Regions from separate parts of the Neogale vison genome. Here region 1 is linked to region 2. Evidence: chromatin contacts called from public Hi-C data. All regions are on one chromosome and are shown on one strand. Each heading gives the region's core, a stretch centred on a gene start, on an enhancer-like site or on the middle of the called end of the contact. The rest is flanking DNA. Distances are from core to core; before and after follow the strand shown.

The links. Hi-C and Micro-C count contacts between places; a contact is called where the count stands out from the background.
Region 1: a contact with region 2 is called in a Hi-C map of fibroblasts, with 4 times the contacts expected there. The contact joins the enhancer-like site here to the promoter of KLF3 in region 2. A contact is called at or near these places in 2 of 3 Hi-C or Micro-C datasets (fibroblasts and muscle).

Annotation. Positions count from the first base shown.
Region 1 is chr11:36,501,097-36,505,919 of ASM_NN_V1, forward strand. No RefSeq gene overlaps it. Among named protein-coding and RNA genes, the nearest start is that of KLF3, 130 kb to the left of the region's middle. Within about 2 kb of position 3,010, the one cell type or tissue checked has open chromatin away from gene starts, as enhancers often do. A contact at or near this core is called in fibroblasts, where this site is marked.
Region 2 is chr11:36,364,754-36,369,975 of ASM_NN_V1, forward strand. It overlaps KLF3 (Krueppel-like factor 3), which reads right to left and starts at 3,823. Exons shown (of 6, transcript XM_044224618.1): 1 at 3,495-3,823.

The DNA of each region.
Region 1 (4,823 bases), core at 1,760-4,259, 140 kb after region 2:
TTTCTTACTAGTCCGGGTTAAAAGAACAGAAGCCTGTCTCTAGGTTTCCTATTTTACTTGGTAAAGAAAGGCTCCCCACCACCCGAAGGCACACCTTTAAGGGCTTCCTGTGCTGTGGGAAGAGTCCTGACTTTGGAATTCAGGAGGTCCTACAAGTGATTTGTGTTAGAGCTTCTCTGTGGCTGGTCACCCTGTGCCAGATGGCCATCAGGATACCCCCTGGCAGGAGACCTGGGTTGGACTGTGACCTCCAGGGGCTGAAGAGCTAAAAGCATCATAAATGTCCTCCCAGTTTGAAAGAGATGCTCTTTTGTTCTGTGTTAAACCAGCAAGAGCTGTAGGTAATCACTGGAGGGAAAGCAGTGGATTTAGGGGATCGGGCCCCTCCAGGTTGTGGGCATGGGTGGGGTGGGCCGGTGGCCAGGCACCAGGATGTTAGGAATGCTTCAGATTTTGTCCTCTTGCACGCTGAGCATTGTCTCTTGCTGGCTGACAGAGGACAGCACTTCTTAAGGATAAGGGACATTTCCACCTGGAGCTATGTCGTTTTTGTCGACATCAGAACGCTTTGTAAGTGCATGTCCCTGGAGTCACAAATTGGAAAATTTTACTTGTTTGGCAGAAATTGATTGTACAGTTTTTTTCAGGGTCACTTTATTTCCGTATAATGTAAATTTCACTGTATTTTCCAAGGTATTTCCAGCTTCACATGATGCCTAGCATGTAGTGTGTACTTAATAAATATTTGCTCAAACAAGAATAAGGTTCTTATAAAATTAACTGTACTCTTACCGGGTGATCCCGCAGTCACATTCCTTGGTATTTACCCAAAGGAGTTGAAAACTTATGTCCCTACAAACACCTGCACATGAATATTTATAGACGCGTTATTTACGATTGGCCAAACTTGGAAGCAACCAAGATGTCCTTCGGTAGGTGAGTGGATAAATGAACTGTGATATATTCAGAAAGGGAATATTATTCAGCGCTGAAAAGAAATGAGCTATCAAGCCATGAAAAGACAAAGAGGAACTCTAAATGCATATTCCTCTGTGAGAGAAGCCAATCTGAAAAGGCAACATGCTGTATGATTTTACATATATGACACTCCAGGAAAGGGAAAACTGTTAGAGTAGAAAGGTCCATGGTTGCCAGGGGTGGGCGGGGAGGGATGAATGGCTGGAGCACAGGGGATCTTTAGAGCAGTGAAAATACTCTGATACCATAATGACGGTTACATGTTGTTCTACAGTTGTCCAAGCCCAGAGAATGACAACGCTGGGAACGAATCCGAACGTCAACGATGAACTTGGACTGTTGACGGGCGATATGTCAGGGGTGGGCTCGTCAGCTGTAACAGCGTGGGGGCTCTGTTGGTGGGGGCTGTTGATAATAGGGAGATGAACCTTGTGTGGAGGCAGGGGCTGTATGGGACATTGCTTCCCCTCAATTTTGCTGTGAACCCTAAACGGCTTTCAACAGAGGTCTTAATTAAAAAAAAAAAGTAAGCAAGTACATGAATCCATAAGTGAGACTATGGCAAAACCATAACTTACCCATGCGATTGCTGGAAGCATCATCAATGAAATGACAGTTTTTCAACGGTCACTATTAGTAGGGCGTGACTCAGAAATCTGCAGAGAATTTTTCCTGAAGATCAGATATTCTGTCATAGGAATCGGTCACTTCTTTCAGTCCCCCCAAAACAATCTTGTTGAAGCTTTAGGCAAAGAAGAGCCCCAGAAACAGCCCACAGCTCTTACCTACCATTTCCTATTTGTCATTGTCGCAGCCCGCCCGGCCCTAATTGCTGCATCCTGTCTGACTTCAGTGACCGTCCACGTTTACACTAGAGTAGCAAGCACTTCCTGGCTGGCTCCTTGCAGACAAGGAGCCTCTGTTCGCCTTGGGACCGGGGAGGAAACAGCCTCTGACTGTCCCCGAGGCTGAGCGACTGGCCCCAACCCCAGGAGAGCAGACTTTGACACCCATATTTCTGAGCACTGGATGGGGAAGCAAAGCAATCAGTTCGGATATTGCCAGCCTTTTAAAAAAGCAGCACTTAGCAATAGTGTTTACAGGCTCACGTTTAAGAAAACAAAAATGCCTGTCTTCCAAGAATTCCTTTTAAGTGGTTTGCGAAGGTGTGTCCTTCCTAAGTAAAGAGCTTTTCACAGGAGCTTGTGCTGAATAATGGCGGAGTCTTGTTATGGCCCTATTTGACTTGGGAGGTTGTGTTTCTGTCCTGCTTGAAGCCTTCAAAAATACTGTAGGTACATTTGGGGTTATACTAGTTTACTTGGCTCCTATTAAAAAAAAAAAAAAAAAGATAAAAAAGGAAAGAAAAAGATGAAGAGAGTATTCTTGCCTGACTTAGAAGTTAGTGAATGGAGTGTGGCAGGTTTGTGGTCGCTGGTTTGCTGGGCTTCAACGGATTCAAATCCTGCTTTGAATCGGGGTCAAACTGGGGCCTTTTGTGAGGGGCGAACCTGAGGGGCCGGCGGGCTAGGGAGGTGGAGGGGTGACAAGTGTTCTAGAGCCCTAGGTTGCTATTGTCTGGCACACAAGCTCCAGCCACCGGACTGTTTTCCTCCGTGGAGGGGAAGCCGGATCAAGAGGGAGCACGGCGGGGTGGGGGGTGGGGGAGCCCGGGAAGGGCTGGTACAGCCATTTAGGCCTGACCGTCCCTCCCTGCTCCCCACTCCCGCCCCACTCACCCAGAACCTTCCTGCTGACCCGGAGAGGGCCGAGAAGGGACGCGCTTTGGGGCAGGAACAGGAACCGGCAGTGGCCCGCGGGAGCCCAGGCCATTTTCTAGGCGATTCGTTAATGAGAACTGACTGAGGCTCGGAGGAGAATGCAGGCCGGCCTGGGTTCCGCCCTCCATGCTAATGAAGAACGCAGCGAGGTGGATAATTAAGGGCAGTGATGTGAATAATTCCACACCGATCATCCAAAGGTAATGAAATGCATTATGAGTTTTGGGGACAGCAGATTTGCTTTACCAGCCAAGGCTGCTTTATGATAAAATGAGCTTTGCCTTTTCGAAGCGCGGACCAGCTGACTCTGGGAGGAGCCGGCGGGGACGGGGAGGACCCCGGGGGATGGAGGAGGAGCCCGGCCGGGATGGAGAACTCATTCGGCCATTAAAAACAACAACGTGTGGGAAGCTCGCAGCCTCGGATCCCGGACGGGGAGACACCCCCCTCGGGTTGACTGGGGGAGGGAGGGAAGGGGGGGCAAAGAAAAGAAAAGAAAAGAAAGACACAGGCACACTGAAGAGTCTGACCAACCAACCACAGCCATGTATAAAACAAACAAACGAGCACCAAACCAACCAAATGCGTGGAAGAAACACTGTAAGGAAACCCACGGGAATGCTTTTCTCCTAGGTAGTGTTGGAGAAGGGAACGTAGGTGATTTCTTTCTTTCTTCACTCTGCTGTTCTCCGAATTTTCTTCTGTGAGCTTGGATCATTTTCATCCTGAAAAAGGGGAACGCACTTAAAAAAAAAAAATGAACTTGACTTGGCAGAGTTATTCCCATAATGCCAACTTTTTGACTCATGTGGATGGGCAGGGCATCCAGCCAGGCCGGATTTTACTATAGACGTTGTGAGAGGTCCCAGCAGCCCTCTTCTGGATAGAAAGATTTTCTCTGTCAAAATCAGACTGTATGTGAATCTCTCTGGTTCTGCTTTTCTGAGAGCAAAGACACAGAGACAGCTTTTGGCTACGTGTTCTCCTTAGGGTATAACCGATTCCTACCATATGTAGTAGCTTTCTGGAACCTCATCTGCGCTGTGTTTCTTCCTTGTGTCTTCTAGTTTTCAAACTAGTTATGAAAATGACACTGGTAAATTAAATGGATTCTTGATTTCTTGATTTCATGAAGCCATGGGGCTGGCCGATCTGTGGGGTTTCCAGTGGATCTCTGGGAGGAGATGACTGATTATTTCTCACTCTTACTAAGAAGACAAGTTGTGGGAGACTTAGTAGCAAATTCTTTATTTTATAAAGATTTCTGGTTAATGAGGATGATCTGTCACCTAGAACTAAAATCTGTATTTCCCTCTATAAGTGTTTGGGTTTGAAAACACTAAAAAAGTCTTTAGGAACTCTGAGTATTTTGTTCTCACTGCATCACTTCTGGTATGAGATTGGCCAGATGTTTATGCTGCTGTTGGCCATGACCTTGTTTAGGGTTGGGTGGGTGTTACCAGAGAGTAGGGTCTCTTGGTTTTACTGAGTTGAGTTGATTGAAATACTTACTGTAATCTTGCAATATCATCCAGATTTTCAGGTTTTGTCCTAATAATGTACACATTTGCACTAATGTATATCACACTTCTATATGCTATAACGTGTATATGCTATAATGTGTACATATATATAACGTATATCACACTTCTATACACTATAACTGAGAAATGATGACTTCGATACCTCAACAATTATTAAAAGAATTAAATGAAACATGGGATGTGATTCGTACAGATAAGCAGGCGTATCCAAGTTACAATGTTCACTTGGCAGAAGCCAAAGGATGCCTGGGTGACCTACAGCCCATCTGGGCACTTCCTCATACAGTACCTTAGGACATTAAGTGACTTATACTGTGCTGAGATATAACTCAGTGGTATTGTTGTTTTGTTTTGTTTTTGAGAGATGGACAGTCCAAAAAACTACTTTATCGGGAAAAAGTATAAAACTCTGGGTATGTGAACTCCAAAGCTGCAAACTGTCAAAAAAGGAACATGCTGAAATAGAAACTTAAAAAGCCTTTCCTGTTTCGTCCCTTGAAACCTGTGACTTATTCCCATG
Region 2 (5,222 bases), core at 2,573-5,072:
GTGTGGTCCTTTGGAAAATGATCCTAGTACTCCCATCTTTGTCTTTAAAAGAGATGATCCTGGGCTGATTCCCTCAAATGTAGCTTATGTTTCTAGCTTCAATACTTTTCCTAAATAAACATCTCCTCCTTAAAAACCTAGGCGAGATTTTCCAATCAGCCCAGGGGGCCAGGAATGCTTCAACTTTCCCTCCATGCAGTGGGGCCTCCTGTCTGGAGGTCCACTGCTCCTGGGGAACGAGGGTGTGGCCAAGGGTGGGCCACAGCCTGGAGATAATGCTAGGTCTCGGTGACTGTAAGGTGGCAATCCTCCCCTCCAAAATTGACAGCTTCAGGGCCAAATGCCTATCTCCAAGCAAACACCCTGCCCACCTCAACACAAGAATGGAAAACCAACCAAGGCAACCTCCGTTTAGCCTTCGGGCCAACCTGCACGCGTATTTCTCAGAGTCACACTTTGGCGATGATGAATTTAAGAAGGTGCAAGTATTTATTCACTCACAGAAACACACTGGAGCAAAGGGTATATGTAAAAAGGTTAACTGACTCCTCGTTATGACATAACACAGGCCTCTTAGGCAATCGCCAAGTGTGTAGAGACAGGATAACTCCCTGGGTGGAGATCGGGAGTTTAGGGGCAGGGACCACGGCCTGGTCGCGGCTACTGATCAACCAGAAAACAGCCTGAAACAGGAAAGAGCACACATATGCCACTTGGAATGTATGACGCAAACCCCAGCCTTGAAACAAAGAACAGGAAACAGCTCTGCTGGCTGTGCTGGAGAGCGAGCAGAGAAACATTGAGCCGGCCCTCCCTGACCCTATATTCATGAGCAGCTGGAGTTTTTTAAGACAACAACAGGGGGGTGGAGGTGTTTGTTCCATGGGTGTGAATAATAACACCAGCTTTATACAGGGGACCTGCCCTATTTACAAATAGGAGCTTCCACATACAGTAAACACCGTAAGTGAACATGTAATTTTATCACATGCAGGCAGCAGAGACCCTTCCTAATTAACACCAGCCTCCTTTCCCATTTCTTTTGTCTCTTTCTCCCCCATCCCAATGGCTGGTCTCTAGCCTCCATCAGATCGGGGGTGAGGGTAATGATCACTGCTCAGCCTCAGCATCCCGAGAAGGCAGAGAGAGCACTGGTAAGAATTCAGAGTACACTGGGTTAGTCCATATAACCGTGTGTCCCTTCACTATACAGAACTACATTCCTAGACACAGAGTGTGGGCCACCTAGAGTCACCCCTCCCCCCAAATTTCACCATCTTTTTCAACTGCATTAGTTAGAAACCTATCCGCACCCAGCTGTACATCTGTTCTCCCTGTCCACACATCTAAAGAAATTCACCTTTGGAGAATGTCACTCTGTTCCTGACATTTCATTTAACCCGAGAGTGTCATACAATCTGGAGGCCAGAATATCAATTTTTTACAAGATATCGGAAAACGTCTATTTTCCCTTAAGTATATTTAAGGTAGTAAAAACCATTCTTAGAGTCCCCCCACCCCCATTGTCTCTTTTTTTGGTTAGTTGGTCAGGACTGTTCAACTCAGGTTTCCACAATCAGAGACTGAACAAAATGTGTGTAGACAAAACTACAGGTGGAAAAAAAAAAAAGGCATTACTGTGCCCATAGCAACCAGAAGATTGGGTTTTAATTTAGAAACTTTGCAGTGAAAAAACAATAGCATGTTTTATATCTGACAAGATTTTGTGGTCTTAGCAGCTACTTTTCTTTGTTGTTCTAACATTTTTATACCTGCATTCCCCTTCATGAAAGCCCAGTGTTCCTTGAAGTGTATCTTTACTGAACTTAAATAGTACACTGAGCTCTTTTTCTTCTAAGACTTCGGATGCAAACCCCACTGACTGGAGGACAGGAGACAGTTTCCCTAGAGAGTTGAAATTCATCAAACATCCCATTTCAGGTCTCTGTTAATGAGCTACGGTCAACATATTCCATGCTTGGAGCCAGAAGAAACTCATCTGTCCGTTCTTTCTTAAAAAAACACGAACTCTCCACGTTTTGGAGATGTTAATATTATCAGACTGGTTTTCCCCTAAAAGCAAGTGTTTCCTCCAGTGGCAGATCATCATCCAGATGGATTTCTTATAAAAATGCTGCTCAAATTCATACAGAAAGCACTATAAAAAAAAAAGTGCAAAATTGCTCAGTGGAAAAACCTATAATGAACAACTGTCCATTCTACTCCATTTTGCTAATAATTATACACTAAATGTAAATGAAGTCAGAACTCCACTACATACTTCTCCTCAAATACCAGACTCCTGTGAGACTATAACTGATATATTTAAAATATCCTGGGTGGTATTAGTGGAAAAATGCATTCTGAGCTAGTAAAAAATTCAGTGCAAAATGTTTATTTTAGTGCAATACACGGTGAGCAATTCCAGGTTCCGTTTCACCTGACTTATTAAAAATAAGTCCAGCTCACACAGATTCTCCATCTATTATTACTGTCTATAGCTGTGAAATGTAACGCAGAAGATCCTCCCTGATATAAGTGGATATGACAATTCCAAGTATTATCTGCCATCTCCAAGAAAGCCACTCTGAAATGCTAGGTAAGTCCCAAGGGTCCATCCAGGTCCAGGGGTCAGTCTCTTAAGTCCCCACACGGCTCGAGTCCCTAACGCTGCAGGGACTTGCCGAAGGCGCTCTCCGCCTCCAGCCTCGCTGCAATCCTTGCTCCAGGCACTGCGGCAGGTTCTCGGTGTGCCCCCGAGGAGGACTCTCCAAACCCGGCCATCTCTTTTCTCCTGCCCCTGAGGATCCAGACGCCCTAGCAGCTCCTGGGCTCCAGAAGCGAGAATGGGATGCTGCCTTCAGTCCCCACGGCCCCAAGTTTCTTCCCAGAGGGCCCGGGAGGCTGCTCCAAGTTTGCTCCGGCGGGCCAGCGGTCGCGCGCCCCGTCCGAAGAGGGGGGCGGCGGGGGGCGGAGAGGGGAGGGCGCGGGAGCGGGGGGTGGGGGACCCGGAGGGGGAGGAGCAGGAGTGCGCGGCCTCCTCGCTACCTTTCTCCAAACAACGTTGCCACACGCGGAGAGCACTGAGATTTCTGGGGCTTTGGAGGGAACTGCGAGCGGGCGGGAGGGCGGGCGGCAGCCGGGGGACCACACAGGTGAGCCCCCGCCCGCAGCCTCGCCCGGGCCGCAGCGGGCGCCGCGGGTCTCGGTCCCCCGCACCGCGGGATCCGCACGGTGGCTCCCCCGAATCCCACACTTTCAACCGCCGAACCCGGGGTTTCCCCCATCCCCCTCGCCTCCCCTTCCGCCCCCACCCCCGGCTTCGAGGAGCTGTTGCACTTTCCCAAGCCCACAGGCGCCCCCACCCCCGCGCTGCACCCCCGGCCCATTAACGGCGCGACCCCCCTCCGGGGGAAAAAAGAAATGAGACCGGACGAGTCAAAAAGGGCGACAGCAGGAGTCGGGGCGAGGGAAGGTGAGGGAAAGGGACTTACTTTTCGAGGCGCGGTGCTGAGCGCTGCAGACGAGAAATAAAGGCCCGGCTCCGAGCCGCCTTGAACCCCGCGAATGCAGTAATGTCAGCGCGCCAACCGGGGCGGCGGTGGCGGTGGCGGCGCAGGGCACGGGGACAGGAACGGGGACGGGCGCGCGTGCGGCGGGCGCTCGCGCTGCGCTCCGGCTCGGGCCCCGGCTCCGCGCGGCTCCGCTCCTGGCTCCCCTCTGGCTCCTGGCACCAACTCCGGGCAGTCACATGACGCCGGCGCCGCTCGCTCTGCGAGCCTCCCGGGGCTGGCGGGGTAAGTAGAGGCTGGGACCCGGGGTGGGAGGGTCAGGGAGGGGAGAGGGAGCCGCCGCGGCCGCCCGGGCTGGGCGGGTCCCCACCCACTTGGGTGGAGGCAGCCGCCGGAGGGGTCGGCCGAGTCACTCGCGCAAACACGCACCCCGCCCTGCGCCCTTCCCCCGCCACCCCCGCCTCCCGCGCCGCCTCCGCCCCGCCCCGCCCAGTCACCCGGGGACGGCCTGACAGACAGTCATTATTCCCCGGAGCCGGGCGCCGCCCCGCCGGCCCAACCTGTCCGGCGAGGCGCGGGGCGGCCGAGGGGCTGGGCGTGCGCGGCGCGGCCCCCGCCCCGGAGCCTCCGCCCTTCGCCCTCCGCCCCCCAACCCCCGCCCGGCCCGGCCCGGCCCCGCGCACCCGCCCCAGCTCCGGAGTCCCCGCCCGCGCCCCCTCCCTGCGCCCCCCGTCCCCCCAAGTCCCCCGCCCGCTCGGGACCCGCCGCCGCGCCGCCGCCCCAGCCCGGGGGGAAGGAAGGGCGGCGCTGCCCGCTCCGGGCGTCACAGGGCTGCAGCCCGCTGCGCCGCTTCCAAAACACACAGCCGGGCGCGCGGGCCGGCCGAGGCGGGGGACCCGGGCGGCCGGGCCATCAATCAGCCGGCTCCGGCGGGAAGGGCGGCCCCGGGCGCGGCGGGAAGGGCTGGGCCCCGCGGCCAGCGCGGCCCCTCCTGGGCCGAGTGCGTGCAACTCTCTTAAAGAAAAAGCAGGAAAAGGCAGCGGCGGTGAAAGAACGGGAGGACCGGGGCGGATTCGGGGCAGAAGAGCGGCGGGAAAGGGGAGGGCAGTGGGGAGGACTTAAACCCTAAAACGCTCCCGAGTTTCCAAGGTCATTCGAAGCAGTGTTAAGAGCGATCTTTCTTTGTGCCCGGGACGCTGGGTCCCCTCGTCGTCCTCCCCGCGCAGGGGCGGCCCGGGTCGGGCGTGGGGGGCGCGTCCCCGCCGTCCCCTCCCCAGCTCCGGGCTTCTTTGAAGGTCCTGGGACCCCCCGAGGCAAACTTCCCACGGGCCGGGCCTGCCACTGGAGCGAAAAGGCAACCGGTAGCAGCGGCATTTGCTCAGCCGGGCCTGCCTGAAAAGTTGGCAAACTTCGGTCGGGCTCCTCCTGCTCGGAGGGAGGACTTCGGGCCAGCAGAGGGCTCGGCCCGGCGACCTCTCTTTTTTTTGTCGCTTCCCCGGGACCGAGCGCGAGCGTGCTCGGTGCGGGGCGGCGGAAACGTGCTTGCGGTCCTAGACAGGCCCCTGGGAGAACTTGGTATAGCATAGCCCCCGAGTTTAATGCTTTTTTGAATTTCTTTTAAACAGTATTAATGAAATAAAGAATGTAATAAAAAGAACAAAGGACAAATTGGTTCAATTGTTTTAGTCCTGCGTAATGTTTAAAAACTCC